Linked DNA regions of Sus scrofa: region 1 is linked to region 2. The links are chromatin contacts, called in public targeted proximity ligation maps. All regions are on one chromosome and are shown on one strand. The core of a region is the stretch at or near the end of the contact, and the rest is flanking DNA. Distances in the headings are between cores, read along the strand shown. Region 1 overlaps LOC110260790 (a long non-coding RNA gene). Region 2 holds the start of ELK3 (ETS domain-containing protein Elk-3).

Region 1 (6,910 bases), core at 3,110-5,609, 97 kb after region 2:
TTTTAGAAGAAGACATGAAAGAGATATCTTATTAGTTAAGAATATTTTGAGCTGCAAGAACTGGAAACCCCACTGGCTGTGGCTTAAACTCTTTTCACATGACAGGAAGTCCAAAGATAGGCAGCTGTTGGCGTCAGTTGCCATCAAAGACCCAAGCGCTCTCTGTAGTTCTGCTCTGACATCTTGAGCATGTTGACTTTTTGCCACCATCCTTGTCACTCGCAGTCACAAGATGGCCACGGCAGCTCCAGGATTCCACGTTCAAGGTAGAAAGAAAAAAAAGAAACAATAGAACAAGAGAGGTCGACCTCTTTTGTGAAGAAAGCAAAAGCGTTCCCCCAAAGAGACCAGACGTCCCTCTGTTTCACTGTCAGAAGGGAGACAGGAAAGTAGGCAGCTGACATGCCTGCATCCGCTTAGAAGCAGCAGGTAAGAAGGGGCTGAGAGTGGCTGTGGGTCAGCCCAGAAACAGTGCATCTAAAACGCATAACGAAACAAAGAAATACAATGACTTAAAAACAAACAAGGGCATGACTCCCCCGATCCTTAGGCAGAGGCTGTGGGTGCTGACTTCCTTCCATTCCTACCAAACCAGCGGAAACACGTAACTGTACCATGGAGGGTCTGACAGGCGTGACCTCAGCCAGGTGATCAAGGTCAACATCAACATTCATAAATCAAAGCAGATCATAAGTCACAACCCCTTGATATGATGCGATGAAAATGGCACTTACCTCTGTGGTCTCGTCCCCAAATCCAGCACGCCAGAATAAGCATGAGAAAAACATCCGACAAATCTCAACTGAGGAATGTGCTACGTAACACTTCACCTGTACGCCTTGAAACGGTCAAGGTCACATCAAAATCATTATCACGGCCAAGAAGAGAACTAAATGTCCTGCGGTATCCTGGATGGGATCCTGGAACAGAAAAAGGACATTAGGTTAAGATGTATCAATCCTGGTTCATTAATCATGACAAATGTTCCACACTAATGTAAGAGGCTGATAATACGGGAAATTGGGTGCAGGAGAGAGAGTACACGGGAACTCTGTGTGCTCCCTTGGAATTCTTCTCTACCCCTAGCACTGTCCTAAAAACGAAAGTCCTCTTCTAAAGCAATAAAGGCTTTGACATAAGCAAAAGAGGGTCATGGGAGAGAGAAGGGTGGAAGCTCTATTTATTGCAGAAGGAGGGTCAGAGCAAATCTCTGCGGAGGCAAAATTTCTGCCAAGACTCGAACGCTTCCAATAAGCTGGCCGTGTGAGGAGCTGGGTGAAGGGCATTTCAGGCAGAAGGAAGGGCACATCAAAAGCCAGAAGATTCAGGAGGAGAGGAGAAGGGCAAGTGATGAGGTTGGGAGGACAGACAAGACTGAGGGCATCGGTCTGTGCCCTGCAGCCAGGAGCTGCAACCTCCTCCAGCCAAGCGGTAGATCAAGGGGTTGATTCAGCAAACAGTAAATAACAAGTGTGTTGCTCTCCTGCTGCGGGTGTAACAACGGACCCCAGAGTCCAACCCGTGCTGTAAAGCAACACAACTTTATTCTCTTACAGTTCTGCCGGTCAGAAATCAGACACGCGTTTCACTGGGCTAAAGTCAAGGTGTCACGGGGCTACGGTCCCTCCAGAGGCTCCAGGGGCGCATGTGTTGCCTGTCCTTTTCTAGAGGTCGCCTGCCTTCCTGGCAAATGGTCCCTTTCGCCACCTTCCAAGGCAGCAATCCCAGCACCCCAGCCTCTGTTTCCAGCATCACCTCTGCCTCTGCCTCTCCTGCCTCCCTCTTTCACTTACAAAGATGCTTGTGATGACATTGGCCGCCCCCCACAATGATCCAGGATAATGAATCTCAAGATTCTTTTTTTTTTTTTGTCTTTTGTCTTTTTGCCATTTCTTGGGCCGCTCCCGCAGCATATGGAGATTCCCAGGCTAGGGGTTGAATCGGAGCTGTAGCCGAGGGCCTACGCCAGAGCCACAGCCAAGCGGGATCCGACCCATGTCTGCAACCTACACCACAGCCAGATCCTTAACCCACCAAGCAAGGCCAGGGATCGAACCTGCACCCTAATGGTTCCTGGTCGGATTCATTAACCACTGAGCCACGACAGGAACTCCTCAATCTCAAAATTCTTAATCACACCTGCAAAAATCCCTTTTGCCACATGGTGCCCACATGTTCCAATTATTAGGACAGAACATTTGGGGGGTGGGAGGGCATTGCTCATCCCATAATAATAATAACAATAACAATCGTAACAACAATAAATACAGTTCCACCCATAAGGTTGCTTTCATGAAGATCACAGCTGAGGAAGGAGCTGTGTGGTAAACGTATTATCACACAATGAAATATGAAAATACCATTTGTGGTAAATGCTCTAGTGGTAACAAGAGGAGTAAGGAATTCGAACAGGAGAAGCTAAGCTGAGGTTGAAGGGGGGCTGGTCAGGAATTGTTCCGGAGAAAGGGACCCTTCAACTGAGGCCTGAAAATCCTTCAGGCTGGAACCTTCCTGTGCTGGGGAAGGACACAGAGGGAGCCCCAGGCTGAGGAGACATTTGACAAGAGGCATAGAAAAGAGCCTCCACGAAGGCTGGCGAGCAAAACCCGGAGACGAAATCGTCCCTCTTGCGTCCCTTCGGTGATCTGAATTGTGTGTGAGAAGGAAATTCAGTTCCTCGGCGGCGTCTCTGAAAGAAGGAAGGTTTCTCTTATCACCAGGTTTTCCTACCACTTGGCGGTGGGTTTTGTGGACTCTTTTCCAGGACCCTGCTGAGTGAGTCAGATTTCATGTAGTCTTTGCTCCCTCGGGGATCTGGCGGCTGCGTGTCTGAGGAGGCAGACGTGAAAGAGTCGCGTGCCGTTGGAAACCTGGGAGACGCACATGTTGGACGGCAGAGATTTCCGGATGCGGGGAAATCGAGGCAAGGGTGCGAATTCAGCCAGGGCTGTTGGAATCCTGGTGCGTTTTCAGCACGACGCTGTTTCACGAGCAGACCTCAGAGGATGCCTTCGATTTTCCCCGACGGCCCCTCTCCCCCCCCTCTCCAGAAAGCCGCTGTCCTGAAGGGAGCTGAGCCGTCCTGCAGCAGCAGACAAAGCCTTGAGTGTTAGCCGCCTGGCCGGGTTCGGATTACCTCCGAGGGCGACAAGGCCGCCGTCTGCGGCCTGCTATTTTCAGAGCTCCGTGGAGAGAAGGGGTGGCCCGACGGCCCTGGAAGGCCTGCGCCAGGCCTGGGAGCCGCAGGAAGTCACCCTCCCTCTTCGGGGACGAAGGGTCCCACCCCAAGCCGGAGCCACATCTCTGCGCGGCCTGCCCGTGGCACCCACTGGCCTCCGAGTCCCGCATCATCCGAGGCCGCAGAGCCCCAGGCCAGCGGGCGGGACGCGCAGGAAGCTGCAGCCTTGACGGCTGCGCCGGGCCGGCCCGAGCGCGTCCCCGAGAAGCCAGCCGTCTGTGCGCCCCGCCCGCCGGGCTGCTGCCGGGCAGGCGTCCAGGTCCTCTCCCGGGGCCCAGGTGGTGCTGGGGTTGGCCCACCGGCCCTTCGCCATCACATTTTCCAGGAAGGGCTGGGTAGGGCCGGGGGTAGATGGGGACATGGTCGCCAATGCATGTTGTCCTTTGAGCCACAGCCAAAGCTTTGTTTGTCTCAGGGGGTCTGGCCCACTGCCGCCCCCGCCCCCGCCCCCGAGGGAGACGTCGTCGACAAGCCCCCCACCCCAGCCCCAGCCCCAGCCTGGAGCAGATGTGTGAACTTTGCAGGGGAGGATGGGGACGGGTGTGCATTTCAGCACGACAGCGGAGGGTTTTTGTTTGTTTGTTTTTTTCTTTCTTCCAACTCCGATCTTCAAGCAAAGGAAGCAGTGGGGCTGAATGGTGGGTTTGTCAACCGTTTGCAGGGCTTAGAGGTGGAAAGGGGTTCCTGCTCTTTCCTCGGTCCAGGATCGGGGTCCGGGGCTGAGCTCAGGCAACTGAGCATGCGTCATGGCTGCCCCGCTTGCACTCCGGGAGCAGCACCAGGCTGTGCCCGGTTCCCATCACACGGTTAGACTTCGTCCTACATCACCTCGCCCTCAGGGCTTCAGCACCACCCAGGACAACAAACGCAGGAGTGTGTCAAAAGCCAGGGCAGCCAACTTGTAGCAGCTCTCCGGGAAGTTTTTCCACCAGAAGTGGGTCCTGCCAGCACAGGGCACTCCTTACGGAGCTGGGTTGCTGCTTCAGAGTGGGTTGAGCTCTGACCCCTTCCAGGTTCCTCCCGATCACAGCTTGTTTCCATTTGGAAGGGTCCATGCCCAGGGCGGTTTCCACCTGGTGCAAATCCTAGGGGCTGCTGCTGCCACCAGCAGGATATCCACAAGCAAGACCAGTTCCCGAGGGTTTTTTAAAGATTTGAAGCTTCTGATACTGGAAGCTGCACCATCGCTGGGGAGATGGAGTGTTCAAGGCTGGGAGGTGTCGGCGGTGGGGGGTGTCGGCGGTGGGGGGCGGAGTGGGGGAAGTGCACGTCCCAGAGGAGACCATCCATCCTGTAAACCCACAGCCTGGGGACTCTGTAATCCTATCAGTCAGATTTAGCAAACACAAATACAGAACATCCTATTAAATTTGAAATGCAAATAAGTAATAAACACTTTTCTTAGCATACTTATGTCCCCAATAAGGCACCGGTGACACCTAGACTTTAACAGTATTTTTTCTTTATCTGAAATTCAAATTTGATGGGTACCTTGTATTTTCCCTGACAACGAACCCAGGTGCAGGTTGCCTCCAAAATCTTCTACGGAAGGCAGAAGTAGAAGGCAACCCTCTTTAAATTCTGCCTTCCTTATTTGATAATTAGTCTTTAAACTCTTCTAGGCACTGGTCTTCTAGCGCCATAAACGCTGCTCTCCAGAAGTGTTTGTTTATGGGATGAATGACTTAACGTCGGGAATCTGAATGAATGGCCAGATTTGTCAGCCCTCTTCCACCCGCCAAAGGGACTTTTCACAAAAGCAAGAAATGTCGTCATTCCCTAATAATTAACCTTCAGGTAGCTCTATCTCAATGGCAAGCTGGTGCCTTAGTGATGAAAAGTCCACCCCAGCCCTTTCTCCACCATGGGAATATGTATGTTCTCTCTCCCTTCCTTGCGCTCTTAGCCTCTGCACTGGAGCTGTGAGACAGGCAAGCCCCACTGGTTCCCTCCCAGCCCTGCCCCACTGCAGCTCCCTGTTTTTCTAATTTCAGCATTTTCCTGAACCTGTTCGCCTGAGACTCTGGCCCAATATTTGGTGGGGAAAGCAATTTTTTTTTTTTTAATTGAGGTGACCTTCACTTAACATAGAAGCCATTTTAAAGTGTAAAACTCAGGGGCGTTTATGCTCAATACGCTATACCTGCCACCTCTATCCAGTTCCAAAGCATTTTCATCACCCCAGAAGAAGACCCCCAACCCATTAAGCAATCCTCAGCAATTCACTTTTGCTTCTCTTCAAAAATGTCTCACGTCTAGCAGGTTAAGGAGCAGCCCTGCTGCAGTGGTGCCACAAGTGGCAACTGAGGTGCGAGGGTTTGATCCCTGGCCTGAGGCATGTCCACAGGCCTCGGGCACAGCTGGGGGCAGGGGAGCCCTCACTTCTGGAGGGCCTGGAGGGAGGCGAATGCGACAGAAGCAGGAGTGCCCCTCAGGTGGAGCCCACGCACAGGACCGGATCACAAGGCTCACGTCGTGCCTTTAGTTGGCTTGCCAAGTGGCAGGCTTCACAGCAAAGGGCTCTGGAAAGATAGGTGTAAGGATGAATGAGCCTCTGGGCGACAGAAGAGGGTTCATCTTAGGCCAGGGCTCACTGGGGAGGGGGCGGGAGCTGCCAGGCTGTGGGTCAGTGGGGAAGGGAGTCACGGGGCACGAAAGGGGGTCTCGTGAAAGGTGTAAACGTACTTCTTGGGAGAAGGATAAAGGAAGGCTTCCCAGGAAGGTGCCCAGTTGGGCTCCAGCTTCCGGGTTCAGTGCGGTAGAGTGTGGGGGGTTGCAAAAGAATCAGTCTGGGTGGTGCCAGGCCTCCCCTTGGCCAGTGACTGCCTTGAGGTTTCCTGGTTTATGCAGGAAGTTAGTTCCTTCTCAGAGGAACCCTGGACACTCTCCCCTCTTGAGGGACGAGCCTCCTTATTGTTCCGAAAATCTGGTGCAACTGCATGTTTGGAGACAACCACAACTTCCTGCAGGGCCTTGCAGCAGTTTTATTATCCAGCTGGTCCCAGCTTCCTTTATTCTCTTGCTGCCGACAGGGGTCTCCCGCTCACTGCAAAACCAGAAGCCTCCCAACTTTGAACAGAGTCCGGAGGGCTGGCCCCTTTGTTCAAGACTGTGGGTCAGGGAGTTCCCACTGTGGCTCAGTGGTTAACGAATCCGACTAGGAACCATGAGGTTGCGGGTTTGATCCCTGGCCTTGCTCAGTGGGTTAAGGATCCCACGTTGCCATGGCTGTGGTGTAGGCAAGTGGCTACAGCTCCGATTGGACCCCTACCCTGGGAACCTCCATATGCCTCGGGTGCGGCCCTAGAAAAGACTAAATTTAAAAAAAAAAAAAAAAGATTGAGGGTCAGGTGTTGAGCAAATGTCCCTTTTTGTAAAAGATGCAAGAAAAAGAATGAACCAATAGGAAGAATGGCCTGAAACTGTTGGAGCTGCCAGCATGGCACAGAGTTTACCAGCCACTGTTTAGCAAACAGGCATTGATTGAGTGCACGTTTGCCCAAGGCACTGGACGAGAACGCAGCGGGTAAACGCTGCGGTTTGGGTCCTGCAGTCCCCAGACCGGGCGCTGTTTTAAGTGTCTCACTTATACTAACACACGGAAGCACAACAGCCCTGCCATGAGTTCCGTGAAAATGAGCTTGCATCCAATGGAAGCTAAGCTTGTCTACA
Region 2 (6,545 bases), core at 2,263-4,762:
CAAGAGAGCAGCATGTCCGTATCATCAAAGGAGCCCCACAGTTCCCATCGGGTTCCTTAAAATCTTTTACCCTTCTTAGTAATGCTTCATATTTCCAACATTTAAAGGTTTAAAAAAAAAAAAAAAAAAAGGCCAGAGGCCTTTGCTATATTTGGCATAGAATGACCATCAGGGGGTTTTGCAGGCAGGATCATTACTGGAAACTCTAAAAACACTTAGGGACAGTCTTGGTAACTGTCTGACCCACCTGCCCTCCTAACACAATTTGTAATTTTATAATCCCCATAAATTGAAACTTATAAGCGACCTTTCTCAAATAAATGTGTGTCACAGAAGGAGAGGAAAAAACGGAGAGCGATCGGAGGGTATTTTGTTTGGCAATAAGACTCTGAAATCAATTTGAGCTCATTAATAGATGCCTGGAACTGGCTTAGTTTCTCATCACCTCACTCCCCCCCCCGCCCCCTCCCCCACGCACAGAGGGTGGGTGTGTTTGAGCAGCTTTAGCAAGAGAGACTTCACACACACACACACACAGAGAGACACACACACCTAGGAGGGAAAAACCTGCTAAGTCCGAAATCCAAAATGACTTCAAAGTTTTCAAGATGCTGCCCTGAAAAGGTTCGTTGGGCGGCTGGCTGCCCCTCTAAGTAAATAAAGCCGTAACGTGTCTGCCTCTCCAGCGCAGGGCTCCCCCGGCTGACAGTGGCTGCACAAAACCCCTCCTGTGCCGAGCAGCGGAAACTCCTAATGAGATTAGTTGGTGTGTGTGCAGACATTACTTAGCAATGACTAAAGGGGCTCTCTCTTCCTGCAGCAGCCAGTGGAAAATTCAGGGAACTTTTTCCCCCTGCAGCAGCAGAATCCCTTTAACCCTCTCCCCAGCCAACTCCAAAAACAACTCAGCCTCCCCCAGCCCCCTTCCTCCCTGCTGGGGTGCTGGGGGGAGTTAAAGACCAGCCAGGGGCTTCCAGGAGCAGGAGGGTGGGAGAGGGGCCGGCGGGGAAGGGGCGGGTGACCCCTCGAACACTACAAAGGAAACTGTAAAAGGCACAAATACATAAACCTGAGAAGGAGCAAACCACAGTTTCTTTGTGAGCTCCTCTAGTGAGTCATTTTCAAGATGCTGTCTGCTGCCAGTTTCAAAGCGGAAGCGCATGGCAATTAGTCTTGCCGTTTCCAGACAAGCCAGAAACTCTCCCGACACTGTGTGTGTGTGTGTTTTGTTTTTTTTTTTTTTCTTTTTTCTTCTTCTTCTTCTAAAAAGCCCCTTTTGCAGTTTCTGAAATAACATTTCTTTCTCCCACCCCCACCCGCCGCCTAACGGCAGCTTGTCCTCGGGGTGATTCGGTTCAGAAAACCTAACAAAACCGAGCCCTCTTTTCTTTTTTAACCCTCCAAAACCGTAATTCCTCCCTCAAAAGTTACAGTAGCATTACAGGCCAGCATTCAGTTGCAAGCGAAAACGCCTCGTCCTCAAGTGCCGGGGGCTCCAAAATCATCTCCTGCCCGGTCCTCCTCCAAACCCGTGTCCAGTAATAACGCCACTAGCTTTTAAAGGTCCGGCTGGGCGTGCGCCTGGGGCGGCGACCCGGGCGGGGGGTCACCTGCCGAGCCCGAGGGGACGCTCCCCCCAGCCCCTCGGCTTCGCTCCCCACGCCCTCCGCTTCCCTCTCCACCCCTGTCCTTTCCCTGGATCCGAGCATCGGTGCCCACCGCCACTCTGGGGGGCTCCCCAGCCCCGGCTGAAGGTCGGCGGTGGTCCAGCCACCAGGCACGCAGCCCGCGCCAGTCACCGTTCTTCCCAGGGACCCCGAGTCTCACCGTCCCCCCCAACTCTCCCGCGCGCCCCCTCCTCCCGGCTCGCAGCGCAGCCCAGGGCGGGGTGTGCCAGCGCCTGGTGCCCGCAGCCCCCCGGCCGGCGCGCCAACCCGCCGCAGGAGCATCCCCGCGGCGTCCCCTCTCGGAGGCCGCCCTCCGCCCCAGGCCCGCAGCCCCCCAGCACGGCGCCCACCCGGTCCCACCCCCCCCCCAAGCCGTAGGGAAAAAGCAAGCAAGAAAAAAGACACCCCCCCCCACCCGCCACGAAACTTTGCAACTGTCCAAGCAACAGGCACGAACCCTACTACCTACCCAGATGTGGGGGAGCTTTCAAGATCCTTCTTCGGGGGAATTTCTAGGAGGAACCGGGCGAAAGCCCCCGAATTTCCATGCTGACAGGCGTCTGCAGACGGTCTGTGGCTCTTGTAATGAGATCCTGATTTTCCCCCCCTTTTTTTTTCTTTCTCTCGCTCCTCTTTTTTTTTTTTTTTTTTTTTTTTTCCTCTGGTGTGTGTGAGAGCAGGAAGTTGGAGCAGTCAGGCCGAGCCGGCTCACTTCCTTTACTGCATTATTCCCCAGGCGGTGTGCAGTCTGTGTAAACAGGCTTTTCCGCCCCGCGCCGCGCGCCCCGGCCGCGGCTGTGCGCCGGGGCTGGCCGCCGAGGCCCGCGCATACTCCGCCGCCCGGGGCCCCGCACCGCGCCCGCGCCCCCGCCCGCCGCGCCCCGCTTCCTGCTCGGCCACCCCCGGGGAGGAGCCTCCGGACCCCGTGCGACTCCGAGTGGCCGCGGCCCCTCCCCACCGGGGGGCGGGCAACTCGGCCAGAAACGCAGGGACGCTGCCCCCCGACGCGCCGGGGGGCTGACCTTGGGATAGGGCACCACCGGGGACCCCTCTGCTCCCCCGGAGTCCCCGCGCTGGGCCCCTGAGTGGGGGTCTTGCCCTGCCTGCCTGCCTGGTTGGCCTGGGCGGGGAGGCCCGAAGTGGGGAGGCCGCTAGACGGGCTGTTTTCTGTCCGCGGGGCCGGGAGAGTGGGGGGGCTAGGGCATCGGGAAAGGGGTCTGCTTGCTCTGGGCCGGGCGCCGCTTTGATCGTGGGTGGGGGCGTGATTGCTTAGGATGAGAAGATGTTGCCTGTGCAGCAAAGGAGGCACAGTTTTTGGCCGGGGATGGACAGAGTTCCTGTCTGGGATTTAAAAAAAAAAAAAAAAAAAAAAAAGCCAGCGCTCGGAGTAGGGGGCCCACTTTGGGGAAAAGGATGAGAAGCCATAAACTGGAAGCCACGATTCTCCAGGAAGAGCCCTTTCTGGCCGTTTGCTATGGCCTACTGCAGGCCCAAACTTTCCTGCCTGCTTAGGGGCTCCGGAGGCAAAGGGGCAGCCTCCGCCGGGCTAAGTGACTGAGGCTTCATCATCTCAAAATTGGACTCCACGCCGCGCTATCCGTCAAGGGCAGCCCACCCCCAAGGGCTCCGGGCCAGGCTCCGACCCGAGAGCTTGTCCACTGCCCTGAGGCTTAGAGGAGAGAGAAGGGTGAGGATGGAAGAGGCCCTCGCCCCCAGCCCCCTGCCCCCAGGCTCCCACCCCTGACTGCTCACCTCCTGGACCCCTCCATTTTCCGCTCCTTAGCAGCACAGACCAGCGCTTCTCAAACCTCAGCGCGCCCCAGCATCGCGGGGAGGGCTTGTTAAAACACCAGTTGCCTGGCCGCACCTTTGCGGGCCTGAGGCGGGAGGTCTGGGGTGGTTCTCAGCCCTGGCTAAACTTTAGAATCACCTGGGGAGGGCTTTGAAACCTCTTGATCACCACACACAGCCCAAACCAATTAAGTCAGATCCCTGGGGCAGGGAGGGGGCGTTGGTTTCAAAGGATGGCCTTTCCGAGTCCCTCCACTTGTTTGTTTGTTTCTTATTTTTGCAGCCCTTCTGAGGATGGTTGGCTTGGGACCATCTCACTATGACTAGCTGTGGAGGGTTGGATTTTACTCTCCTTAGGACCCCCAAGTGCCAGTCAGAACCCTGGGCTCAGGGGACCCTCGGGCTCCCAGCATTTGCTTGGGGCCGGTGTGGCTAGTTCACTGAGAGGTGGGACAAGGCCCAGCAGGCCTCTGAGAAGGGTGGGGAGACAGGAAGGGGGGGGGCGGAGGGCAAGGTGGGGAGGACAGAAGAAAGAGATGTTGGGAGGAGGAAAGCCCTTGATTGGCCACAGCTCATTTTCCACTTTAGCGATGATGGTTACAATGTAGCGGGCTTCCCCTGGCACCCAGGAGAGCTCACTGCATGTCCCTGTATGATGCAGCTGTGGACTGGGACAATGTCAACTTATTTTATTATCCTTCTGGAGGAGGAAAAAAAGTCTCCTACGCACAATTAAGAACACCTTGTTGCTTTATCTCAAAAGCACAGGGCAAGGCCAAGCCGAAGTATCCCTTAAACCCGTGGCGTTCATGCATTTTATTGTGTGTCCTCACAACAATACAGTATGTTGTGGAATCCTAATATGTGTGAGAGAGAAAAAGCATACATATTGTCATCAAGCTTTAATTAGTTTGCCGCAATGCCTCTTTGTCCAAGGCACTCCCGAAACACTTCTGGGCGGTTCTGGCATTTCCCAAACCAAAGGAAAACCTCTCGTTTTTCTGGTGTTTTCAGTTGTCCGCGCCACCAACAGCAAGCTCTTCATTGGAATGAGTAACTCAGAGCTGACACTGCTCTTCCTCAAGGCACAGGGAATAACGTACAGGTGCCCGGAGCTTCTGGACTTGGCACGCGCCAGCCACTGCCGTCTTGGCTCAGGCCGCTATGATAAACGCCTTAGACGGGGCGGCTTATACAGCAGCCGTTTCTTTGTCACCGTTCTGGAGTCTGGGAAGTCTAAGATGGAGATGCCAGCCAATTCGGTTTTTGGCGAGGGCCCTCTTCCGGGGCTTACAGATGACGCCTCTTACTGTGTCCCCACCTGGCCTTTCTCGATATGCTCCCTGGGAAGAGAGAGAGAGAGAGAGGAAGCAAGCTCTTTGGTGTCTCTTCTCGTAAAGGGCACTAATCCCATCATGGGAGCTCCACCCTCGTGACCTCAGCTAAACCTAATTACCTCCCAAAGGCCCAGCCTCTTAGTACCATCATATTGGGGGTTAGGGCTTCAGCACGAATTTAGGGGAGACGTTAACATTCAGTGCCTAACAATGGCTATTTGTTTTCCATGTTTTCCTTCTCACTGTCAAAAAGCAGCCAAGGAGGATGGCATTTAGTAGTATAGAATCCACAACCTTTTTTTTTGGCTCTTGTTTTAGGGCCGCACCTGCAGCATATGGAGGTTCCCAGGCTAGGGTCGAATCAGAGCTACAGCTGCCAGCCTAAACACAGTCACAGCAACGCTGGATCCTTAACCCACTGAGCCCGAAGCCAGGGATGGAACCACAGCCTCATGGATACTAGTCAGAGGCATTTCCACTGCACCACAACGGGAACTCCTCTCCAGACTCTTCTTTTTATGCTTTTGTTGTAAAACAGACAGGAGTTAGGATTGTATGGGGTGTGAGTAAAATTTCTTCCAGAACCCTATGGAGCAAGTGACAGGGCCATTCATTGCTGCTGGCCGAGAGAGAATGACACTCTCTCAGCTTTAATAAGAGCATCAGAGATCTGGAGTTCCCGCTATGGCACAGCAGGTTAGAGATTTGGCATTGTCTCTGCAGTGGCTCAGGTCACTGCAGAGGTGCAGGTTTGATTTCGGGCCTGGCACAGTGGGTTAAAGGATCCAGCATTGCTGCAGCTGTGGCTCGGATTTGATCCCTTGCTGGGAACTTCCGTATGCGAAGGGTGCGACCAAAATAAAAAATAAATTAACTTAAAAAGTAAAGATCCGCAGAGCTTTTACCAGAGACTGAGTCAGTCAGTGTGTTGGAGTGTGGCTGGGGCAGGGTGGAGGAGGGTCAGCCCAACCAAACCCTAAGGACAAAGAGTGGAGGGGGGGCTGAGTCTCCAGAAGAAAACCCAAACACGGCTTCCAAAAGTGTATTAGTCAGATTTTGCTGGGAAGATACCATGTAACAAACAGCCCCAGCCCTCTGGTTCACCACAACAACAGTTGGCAGGGTTTAGTTCTGCTTCATATGTTTTTCTCATTTGGGGACCCAGCCTGAAGGAATGGGTTTAACATGGGACACATGGCTTTCTAGAAGGATGGAGCTCAAGAGACATGAATGGAGACACATGACGCCTTTTAAAAACCTCTGCTTAGGACTGGGACACCCTCATGTTCACTTACAATCCCCTGGGAAAAGTAATCAAATGACCAAGTCTAAAGTCAGTGGGACAGGAATAAGGACAGGGAGAGAAGAAGGAAGACTTCTGAACAAATAACACAATCTACCAAAGAGAAAATGGATGCTGGGTACACAAAACAACACATCTTTTGGGTCCCTCATGATGTAATATTCCACAATGTAGGACAGAGTTTAAAAAAAAAAAAAAAAGGATAAGGACGTATAATTAAGGCAGGAGAAAAGAGTTTTAAAATATACCAAACTAAAATGTTCTAGAACATAGCCGAACAACTAATATGTGAAACTTATGAATTGATGAATTTGGGGGGTTGGGGGAGGAGCTGGGACTAGACGGCCAAAGCCTGATGGAAAGACACTTGCTCAGGGAGCAAGTGTATGTTTGGAATCAGGAATGTGGGGCTCCAGTGCCATGCTGACTTGGTCTAGCTCTGTGTCT

Evidence for each region.
Region 1: a contact with region 2 is called in a targeted proximity ligation map of skeletal muscle, with 5 times the contacts expected there. A contact is called at or near these places in 6 of 47 Hi-C or Micro-C datasets (embryonic fibroblasts, fetal liver, liver and 1 more) and 2 of 2 datasets of targeted methods (alveolar macrophages and skeletal muscle).

What each region holds. Positions count from the first base shown.
Region 1 is chr5:87,447,507-87,454,416 of Sscrofa11.1, forward strand. It overlaps LOC110260790 (a long non-coding RNA gene), which reads right to left. Exons shown (of 4, transcript XR_002344245.1): 3 at 735-920. Among named protein-coding and RNA genes, the nearest start is that of TRNAD-GUC, 35 kb to the right of the region's middle.
Region 2 is chr5:87,351,689-87,358,233 of Sscrofa11.1, forward strand. It overlaps ELK3 (ETS domain-containing protein Elk-3), which reads right to left and starts at 3,513. Exons shown (of 5, transcript XM_021092733.1): 1 at 3,420-3,513. It overlaps LOC110260790 (a long non-coding RNA gene), which reads right to left. Exons shown (of 4, transcript XR_002344245.1): 4 at 3,985-4,801.